Linked DNA regions of Triticum aestivum: region 1 is linked to region 2. A link is a contact called in public Hi-C data. All regions are on one chromosome and are shown on one strand. Each heading gives the region's core, a stretch centred on a gene start, on an enhancer-like site or on the middle of the called end of the contact. The rest is flanking DNA. Distances are from core to core; before and after follow the strand shown.

Region 1 (5,194 bases), core at 171-2,670, 320 kb after region 2:
CTATGGCAGAGAAAAAAAATCTTACAGTTTTATCTATGAAACTGGTAAAATTGAGTGAGAAAATCGTAAGTTTTAGAATTAAACTTTATTATGCCCTCATGTGAGATCGAACTACTTCGTGAATCACGAGACAATCGAGCGACCGGGCAGGGCTTGGCAGGTGCGTGCCCCCGCACCCACGGGCTCTGTGAATTTCCGAGTCGGGCTGCTAGCGGCTAGAGGTGGTTTCTATCCAAGTGTCTCGTTGGACTTTGGTAGAATTTTCTGCAAACTACTCTCTTTGTAACAAAATATAAGACCGTTTGTTTACATTGTGATAGTGTTAGAAAAACTCTTATATTTTGATGCGGAGGGAGTACTTCCCTTTGTTCCATTGAATAAAGTCGTGGGTAACATCTGTAAAAGCAGAGCGATCCTATTGCGACGCGCATATGCATTGTGCCGCGGACAGGAGTCGCCTGATCTCGTACGTACACGCAGAAAGTAGACTTGACTTCCATAAAAGATGGAAGTCGATGTCAGGTTAGCTGTAAGTACAGGGCCATATGCTTTGTTCAAGTGTAGTTGGTTCCAGCTACTCCAACTTTCGGTTACTCGTGATCGACTGATCGGTGAAGATGTTGGTCTGGTGTCGCTGCAGCAAGTTATCCCAAGGAACATGCATCGCATCTTTTGAAGAGCGCGAATGGCGGAACGGGCCAGTTTTATGGAAGTGACAAGGACAGGTACAGTACGTGCGGTGATGTGGCTCGGCTTTTTTCTTTTTGCGGTGATCAGGTATGCTTGCGACGTTCCAGAGTGCAGGTGCAGCGGGACTCGTACTATACTCTGCCATGCACCTTTTTACAGGCACGCAGGCGACGACAAATGGGAGAAGCACAGCCAGACATCTGGGGCAGCCGGTCCCAAACCTTGATCAGCCAGCATTAACTAACGGTTTATGGTCGCTCGAGGCTACCGAAACACTGCGCTTTTTTGACCAAACGGCCGCTGCCCGACAAGAGGCAAATTTGCAAGCCGTTGGCGAGCGTAAGAAAACAACAACGATAGGCTAGCAGTAGCAGGGGAGCGTGTAGTGTAATGTAGGCCTGCGCTGCACGCCCGGGCCCGGCTGTCACGGCCAGTTCGACTCCAGCAACACTCGAGAGTCGAGAACCATATACTCCTACCACCACCCTGTATGACCTGCCGCTGCCGGCCTTTTCAGTTCAGATACGCCCTGCCCCTGCCCCTGCCCCTGCCCTGGCGTTCTAGAAAGTCCATGCACTTTGTTCAAATTCGCCATGTTTTGCAACTTGACAGCATAATAAACACTGTTCAACATATATTATGCATAATACAGTATATCCGTTACAGCATGCGATGCGCAATAAACGGACCAGCGCAACACATATACAGCCACCCAGCTGAGCTTGCGCTTGCGGTTGCAAATAAAATCGGCAACGGCCTTTACAGCACGAGCTGAGCTGTTAAGCCGTCCGTCTGGCGGATGCCTTACGCACAAAGCAGCAGCTCAAGCCACAATCTCTTCTTCTCCTTTGAAAAAGCACGATCGAAACGGCGATAGGTAGGTTTCGGCACGTCCAGTCCCGAGATCGAAACGGTCTCCTTTATATTCTCCCGTCTCCGCCTGACCACACCCCGCACGTCGCTCCCCACGCCTTCGTCCCGTCTCGTACCAATCTTCTTCACCTAGGCTAGCTATATACTAGGTCTTCTCCCGCTCAGCCATGGCCATGATGGGCATCATAGCGCCGGAGACGGCGTACGAGACGGAGGCCGTGTCTCCGGCCACAGCCAGCGCCGCCGCGGGCGCGCGGCAGCGGAGGGGCTTGCTCCGGAGGATGATGCCGCGGGGTCACTACTCGCCCGTCGGCGCCGAGCAGAAGACAGCGCCTGGAAGGGCGCCCGAGGTGGCACCGATCGCTGCCGATGACTCGGAGGTCGCGGAGAAGCCGCGGCGCAGCTGGCTGCGGCGGCTGGTACCGCGGCAGCGGCAGCGCTGGAAGAACCTCGGCGGAGCCGGCGCGTCGAGGCTGGCCGGACTGTCGCGATCGCTGCGGTGGAAGCGGCTGTCCATGAACCTGAGGGGCAGCTGGGCGTCGGCGCTGCTGGACACCGTCGCGTTCCGCGTCATGTACGTGGTGGAAGCCATCGTGCTTGGTCTGGCGCTTTCCTGCTTCTTCTGCTGCTGCGGCTGCCAGATATAGCTGGCCTGCCTGCCCCTTGCTGTGATTCATGCAAGCCCCCTTCTGCTTGCCATTGGGCGTGTAATCTTTGTACCGTCGTCCTTGTTTATTTAAGATGCTTATATAGTTCTCTAATGAAAAGGATTTTTTTTTTGCTACATCGCGTTGATCGTCGATCTTGTTGGACTCCATTGCATGTTCTTATGCAACAGATGTCTAGTTGCGAGGACCACGTTGCTGGTATGCTGCTTTGCGTATTTGCGAAAAAAGATACTACCTTTGTCCTATAATATAAGAACGTTTTTGATATTAGTGTAGTGCCAAAAATGTTCTTATATTATGGGACGAAGTGAGTATGATGCTAGCGGCTCGCGAGCGTGCATGTTAATGGTCACCCTCGCCGCCTCCCACGGTCTCGCGCAAAGGCTTTTTGTGGATCACCATGACACGTTACACCCTGCTGTATCAAATTATTATTATTCCTTTCTGCGGCAATGAGGGCTATCAAATTCTGTTCGATCCATAGTAAGGGGAACAGGTTCTGAAAAAATTCAAAGATATCGGATTTTTGGTGGGTCTGTCATTCTTTCTGTCAGTTGACTAAGATTTAACAAAGTCTTAATCAAATGACATAGTATATAAAAAGAAAATCTAGAAAGAAAATTTTACACGGATCTCCATGCAAGACGACTGAGACATAATCAAGTCTCAGTCGACTAAGATTTAGCAATGCTGATAATTAAACATCTATTGAAGTTATGTGCTTTCATTTTCTTTGTTCGTTATTTTGTGCTAGAACTAGAAATTTAATATTCCCTCCGATCCATATTAGTTATAGCAGCTTTAGTTGGGAGTATAACAATATAGCCGGGAGAAACCCTTATGGTTCCCTTAAAAAAGATTTAAGTCTTTAATTACATATATCTTCTAAATAACTGTCTACTTCCTCGCCTTTTTTTGTCGATGTACTATCTCCATGCTTTTTCAGTGTTGTGCAACTCGCCATAGAGATCGATGCACATAAGATGATTGTTAAGCTCGATAGCAAAGGGGTGGTTAGTATGATTAATGACACCGAAAAGAATTTATCAGCCGTTGGACCTTCATTGAAGAGATCAATGGGATGTTGAAGTCTAGACAAGATTGGCGCGGCGCTCGGCCAAAGAGGCGGCACACCTCCTAGCTGAGAGCATCTCCAGCCGTTTGGCCCTCCAGCGTACCCGGCGAATGCCTTTTGGCTTTTGCGCCGGTGGTATTTTTCGCCCTGGGGGCAATCGAGTTTGCAGTCGCGCCCTAGGTTTCGACCCCCAGACGCTCAAAAGTTTGAACTTGTCTTTCCCGCTGCCAAAAAACACCACAGGTTCGGCGGTTATCATGCCACAAGTCGGTGATCATCATGCTACAGGTCGGTGATCAAAACATACCCAAAAGTTCGACGATCAAAAGGAAGGAATCATAGACATGGAACACATCAAACGGTAGGCTCCTCTGCCGTGGGACTGGCCGGGGTCGGCGTCGGCATCGGCGTCGGCGTAGCTTCAGTGCTCGGGCTCGGCGTCGGCGTGGCTTTAGTGCTCAGGCTGGTCATCGGCGTCGGCACAACTTCATTGCTCGGGCTGGGCGTCGGCGTTGGCGTCGTCGTGGGTGTAGGGGCGGTGGTCGCCGCCGGTCCGGGCATCTGGTTCAAGATGAGGCCGCGCTTTGCCAGATACCACGCCTTCATCTGCTTGTCCATCATCGACATGTCTGCCACCATCAAGAACGCCAGGTCGGTGTTCCTCTTCTTCGCGGCGACGTTCGTCCTGAGAAGGTCGAGCTTGACGTCCTGCTTCGTCATCAACGGCCACCACCTCGCGTCGGATTTCTCCTCCCTCTTGGCGGCGTTGTTCTTGGTGTCGGCGATGCACTGCTCGATCGATGATTGCAGCCGTTCGGCAGCTGGTGCCGCGTCCCTCGCCGCCTTGGCTCTTTTGTTCCCATCAGGGCGCCCTTTCGTCGCCGCTGGGGCAGGCGCGTCCGGCTTGTAGGTCTCCTTGGCCTTGGCGAGAGCGAGCCGGCACTTCCCCCACTTCTCGCACGACTCGATCCTGGAGAACACGTGAAGGAACTTGAACTCTTGGTCGCTGTTGTCCTGGCGAAAGATGTTGAACATCCGAACCATCTGCACGGTTGCAGAACAAGTGTCGGCGAAGTACACGGCGAAAGGCGGCGCGGGCGAGCCTGAGTACGCCGGCGGTGAGTAGCTGTACTAGGTGTTGAGGCCGGCGGTGAACACGAGGGAGGGAGTGCGCGGGTCGGGGTTGAAGCCGGAGGGGCAGGCACGCGGCGGCGCGCCATGCGTGAAGGTGATGTTGGGGTTGAAACCGCCATGCACGTCGCCGTCGGAGTAGCCAGGCGAGGGCGCGTACCCCCATAGTGGCGGCAAGAAGTTGGCCGGCGACGCGACGCTCTGCTGGCTCCCCCACGCGGCTTGTGGACAGTGGCCGGGCGGAAGGTTCATCATCCCCGCGCGAGACACCTCTCCCTGCTCCGCCGCCGCCGCGTCCCTGGCCCTCTTGGTGATGAGTCTGTTCCGCCGATCGGTGGTGACCGCCTCCCGGCACTCAACGTCTGCCTTCCACTCGGCGTTCGACGAGCCTGGTGGCCTTGCCATCGGCGCCCTCGGCTTCCTCTGCTTCGGCTGGGTGGTATCGGTGGCTAGGCGAAGGGGTGCATACTTCTTCGGCGGCATGGCGGCCGGATCTGATGAGGAGAATGGCAGGAGCGGCGGGGGAGAAGGGGGGAAGCACTAGGGAAATGGAGGGAAAGGGGGGAGGGGTAAACGGCGGGAATAGGTGTGCTGTCGCCGACAGCGCGGTCCCACGTGCCTTTTCGCTTCAACCGGCGCCCTCGATGCGTCGGGTTCGGCTTGGGTTCGCTGGTTGTTATTTGGGCCCAAACAGGCGATAAACAACGATTTGGTGGCGCGATTGGATCGATTTTTCATCGCCAGCGGTAATAAAGGC
Region 2 (4,966 bases), core at 1,682-4,181:
ATCGGTTGCCATGTATGCAAGAAACCTTAATACCATACCAAACATGCAAATGGATATGTGCATTCTTAGTACTGCTGCATTAATGGAGCCAGGAGAGACACAAGGAGCATAAAATTGTCATACATATAGCTCATGCATGCATGGCCAGTACCGGCGACATAGTGCAATATATGCATGAGATGGGGAATTAGGTACTTTCATGTACAAGAACTGCTAGTACACTGACTGCTAAAAGCTAGATAGCTAGCGAGCTAGATCCATCGAAATGATACGAGGCCCAGAAAAAACTCATTCTGTACCATCTCGCAGCACGGGATCGATCGAGGAAGGAAACAAATCAAGAAGTGAAGACAATCAAGGAAAACAAGATCGATTGGGGGATGTTAATAAGGCAGCAAGAACCAACCAAATCTCATAATTATCTCTAGCTATAGCTAGCTAACTAATGAAGCTTCCCATACGGTGATGAGGGCTGGTTGTTGTTGTTGTTGCCGCCGGCGCCGTGGATGAAGGACGGCAGCATGTCCTGCAGGAGCCCGAAGTCCGGCGCCATGAAGTGCTGCATCTGGAGCGACGGAGGAGACGAGGCGGTGGCGCTCGCCACGCTGCTGATTGAGCCGGGCAGACCCTGGGTCGACGCCTGGTGGCCCGCGCCAGCGCCGATCATCGGCGGCGTCATGCCGTGGTGGGCGCGCGGCTGCAGGAGGCCGCCCAGCACGTCGATGCCGCCGCCGCTGCTCCGGCCGAACGGCGATCCGGCGCGGCCGCCCATGCCCATCTGCGGCAGCATGCCGAGGTGGCCGTGGTGCTGGTGATGCAGGTGCGCCGCCTGGGCGGCGAGGAGGTGCGTGCTGCCACGGAGAGCGGAGGGGATGGGGTGCGTGTGCTTGCCCTCGTACGTGGTGATCACCACCGCCGGGTCCTGGAACGACCGCTCCACTCTCTTCTTCACCACACACTTCTGCGTCGTGCATCGGTAGTAGCTCCTGCACCCACACATCACCATTATCAGCACAAGCACATACATAATCGTTCTTCGTCCCTAGGTACATACCAAAATCGCCCATGCACATGCGGTGCAACTGCCTATGTATGTACGTACATACGTTGATACGTACCTGGGATATGGGCTGTTCTTGACGGCCTTCTGGCCGTACTTGCGCCAGCGGTAGCCGTCCTCGAGGTGGTCGACCTCGCTCTTGGTCATGAAGGCGAACCGCGGCTGCCGCGGACGCTTCTCGCCCTTGCCCGCCTTGCCGCCCTTAGCCGCAGACCTGAAAAGATTTCGATTACGCGTCGGTGAGATGAGATATCAGCAGCCGAAAGCGGCGGAATCGTATACCATTTGGCTGTCTCGATAGCTTAGCTATCTACTCCTAATCCTAGTGGTGGATAGAGATTTCGTTCATACTACGATCGATCGACTACGATATGTATGGTCTGGCCTCCCGGCCGGGATCCCGTTCAAACATGCATGGTTGTTGGCGTGGTCTATGTAAGAGCGCACATGGTTTTTAGGAGGTTCACATTGTGCCTGGCCTTTTTGCTGCCCCCTTTTCTGCTCTTTGGATTTTCTGAGAGATGCGTACATATGATAGGTTGCACCAAAGTAGAACCTGAGCAAATCCTAGATGGGGGAGGGTCTCTTAACTGGGCATGGTTTCATTCTAGAGATTATTGGGCATGATTTTGACAAGATGGGGCCATACATGGGGTGGAAGAAGAAAAATGAACAAAGCATAAAAGTAGAAAAAATGCAAGAGGCAAATTTGTGATCAAGATTTTGGAGATGAAGCAAGTAATCAAGAGTTCAAGACACGAAATCAGATTTTTATGTTTTTATTTATTTATTATTTATTCTTGATTGTCAGGCTGAGGCATGCAAGCTGGGTGTGAAACCCTAGCCGGGTTCACACCTTGGCCAGCCGGCCAAACTACCTTAAAAGGGGAATAAAGAACAAAAAAGAACAGAAAAGGCATGAATGAATGAATGGCCAGCAAGCAATTCAAGGAAGCGAAATCTAGCCCGCCCCAAATCTTGATCCAATATCGCAGCAGAAAAGAACCAGAGGCAGTTAACCAGATTAGGCAGTCAGAAGGACCAAGAACTCGCCAAAAGGGACGCCCCAAGATTTCAGATCAAGACACGGAAAATCACAAGGAGAGAAATTAATGCAGTCCAACTCACCCTTTCTTGCTCTTGTCACCCTCGTCTCCCCCCTTGCCGTCCTCCCCGTCGCCGTCCTCCTTCTTGCACCTCCCCGCCGAGTCCCCCTCTCCGGCGCAGAGGCCTCCGCCGGCCTCGCTCGACGAGGACGACATGGACGACGTGGCGTTGGGCGTCCCCCCGCCGGCGCTGGGAGTGAGGGCGCCGCCGCCGCTTGGCGTGGTGTCCACCACCAGCTCCCTCTTGACGACGTCCTCCGCGGCCGGCAGCTCCAGCGCCCTGCACAGCAGATCGTAGTCCATGGGCGTCTGCAGGTAGTCGGCGAGCCAGGAGGCCTGCTGCTCCTGCTGCTGCATCCCCGGCCCCGGCCGCTGCGTGAAGAGCGACGCGAGCTCGTCGTGGAACTGGAACTCGCCCGACATAGGCGCTACGCTGTACTGCCTTGCTGCCTGTGGGAGATAGATCGATGGTGTAGTAGCTCGATTGTTCTTGGCGCTGTGGCTGGCTGTGGGCTTATGAAACGGGAGGGAGGAGGAGAGGGATCGAGAGGGAAGCAAGCATATGGGGGAGGTACTAGTAGTGGTGGTATGGTGGTGGAGGTGCAGTGATTAGTGAGGCAAGCCGAGGAGACAGCGAGAGGTGTGTGTGAGCAAGAGAGCGAGAGGGAGCGCAGCTCCTAGCTATATCTTGAGGATTCAGAGAGAGAGAGAGAGAGAGAGAGAGAGAGAGAGAGAGCGGTGATGTATAGAGAGAGGGGGATGGTTGGGTGGGAGGATTTTTTTTCCATTGGCTTTTTGGCTTGCTTTTGTGAAAGAAACAAGCGCTAATTGATTGGGCCCAAAAGAGAAGAGATAGATGAGATAGATGTCCATTCCTTGGCCTCTTCCCCACTCCTTTGGTTCCTTCCTCTCGGTTTTAACCGCAGGATACTCTATGCTTAGACTTCAGAGTCCAGACCTAGCTAGCTACAACACCGAGCAGTATAATTCTAATACTACTAGAGTATAGTAATACTAGCACCGTAATTTGTAATGTAATGGTGGGGGTGGGAACGGTCCACGGTCACGGGGTGAGTCAGCGGCGTGCACCGGCGGTAGCCGGTCACATGTCTGGGGTCAAAGCGCGGCGCCGCGGTCAATCGTTCAGACGGATGGGGCATGCCACGTGTACGTCGCCCTTTGACCGGGCCCTACCCTACCCACGCCAGCGTGACGCTGCGTGATCTCTGCTCACGCTCTGCGCCCTCCGATCTCGATCTCGATCTCGAGCGAGAGCTGACGGCCGCTGATGCTGGCGGTGGCATTGCATCATGGCATACGATGAGAGAGACCAAGGGAATAACATGTGCGGGGTCAAGCTGGCAGCGGCAGGTGGGGCCGTTTCCATTCGGAGACGGTGCATGACTCTGCACGTCGGGGCAGGCATCGGGAACTGCTTTCGATCATCGATCGCCATTTCCATTTCCCTGCAAGAGAGGCGCATATGGAGGAAATCCAATCATAAAAAGGGATCCACAGTGACCGGGGACCTAAGCCTTAAGTGAGACTGTTTCTGTTTGGTCTCTCACTCGACTCCTGTTGCGTCCAGCAGCAATATTTAGAGCGCCCGCCCACAATCATGACAAGTGCATGCTACGCATCATACCATCCCATTGTCTATTTCCGCCCCGTTCGAGTTTGCTGTTTCAGGGCATGATTCATTTTCGTGTGCATCAACTTTCAGAATCTATACATGTCTTCTTCAAGTGTTTGATCGAAGCGGTACAAATATGGCCACGGTTTGTGCTTCAGTGGGAGCGTCGGGGCCCTCCATAAAGCGTGTGAATACGAACAGAAAACGCCGCACGTCGTCATAGGATAATATCCCCTGCCCTGTCCTGTCCAGCTCGTGCACCGGTTTTTTGCATACGCCGTGGCGGTGCGCCTGACCTGAGACCAGGGTACGCGGCGCGGCGCCAGCTCTGCGTCCCGACGTCCCATGTGAAAAGCGAGCATGGCCTCCACGTCGTCCACGCTTATACCACACGCTAACGCCGGCAACACCGTGTCTCCTGGCTAAAATACCGTGCTGGGCGGGTGGCGTCTGAAAGCGGCCGGGGCCGTGCCGGTGCGCGTGAGCGGGGTGTGAACCGTCGGGAGCACGATCGATCGCGCGGGCGCGCACCGGTGTACTCCTCCGTCCAGGCACTGTGCGCGCAGCAGCACATGCCGATTTGGATCTGACACGATCGTCAGCCAGCACGGCGGTGTGGCGGTACGGTACGGCGGCCTCGCGGCCGGCGCGGTGCGGTGCGGGCGCATTTAAGGCGATGGAGGGTGGTGGCAGCGACAGGTGAGGTAGCTTGGTGGGTGCGCGCACCTGCTTTTTGTTTCGGTCCAGCCGGGGACTGCGACGCCCTGCCGCTGGTCGGTCTCTGGTCGGGCTCCAACCTCTCTCTACGTACTACCACAGTTTTTGCCACATGACACGTTTTCGGATTTTTTATAATCAAGAAGATGATGCACTTGCAGGATTGTTGAAATCTCTGTGCCGTACTACGGGGCTGCTCATTAGCGTCATTCATAGATTTGGTTTGGGTTCGTATTGTGTGTTAAGCACAGCAAGTTGTCCGCACAGACGACACCCGGTGCTTCGATCTGGTTAAGCAAACCGTGGTCCACAAAATTCAGTCCTAGTTTAGTGGCTTGATTCGCATCTGACTAAATTACCATAATGGTATCTGTAGAGAATGATTTGGTGCATCGATGATTGATTGATCGTGCACTAGGCACATATATATAGGTATAAGGGGTGCGACCG

What was found. Hi-C and Micro-C count contacts between places; a contact is called where the count stands out from the background.
Region 1: a contact with region 2 is called in a Hi-C map of leaf, with 4 times the contacts expected there. The contact joins the promoter of LOC123074606 here to the promoter of LOC123078746 in region 2. A contact is called at or near these places in 2 of 5 Hi-C or Micro-C datasets (both in leaf).

Annotation. Positions count from the first base shown.
Region 1 is chr3D:339,717,059-339,722,252 of IWGSC CS RefSeq v2.1, forward strand. LOC123074606 reads left to right here and starts at 1,421. Exons shown (of 1, transcript XM_044497405.1): 1 at 1,421-2,347. The coding sequence starts at 1,731. The coding sequence ends at 2,210.
Region 2 is chr3D:339,396,617-339,401,582 of IWGSC CS RefSeq v2.1, forward strand. It overlaps LOC123078746 (probable WRKY transcription factor 48), which reads right to left and starts at 2,932. Exons shown (of 3, transcript XM_044501352.1): 1 at 2,189-2,932; 2 at 1,119-1,274; 3 at 104-986. The coding sequence starts at 2,589. The coding sequence ends at 443.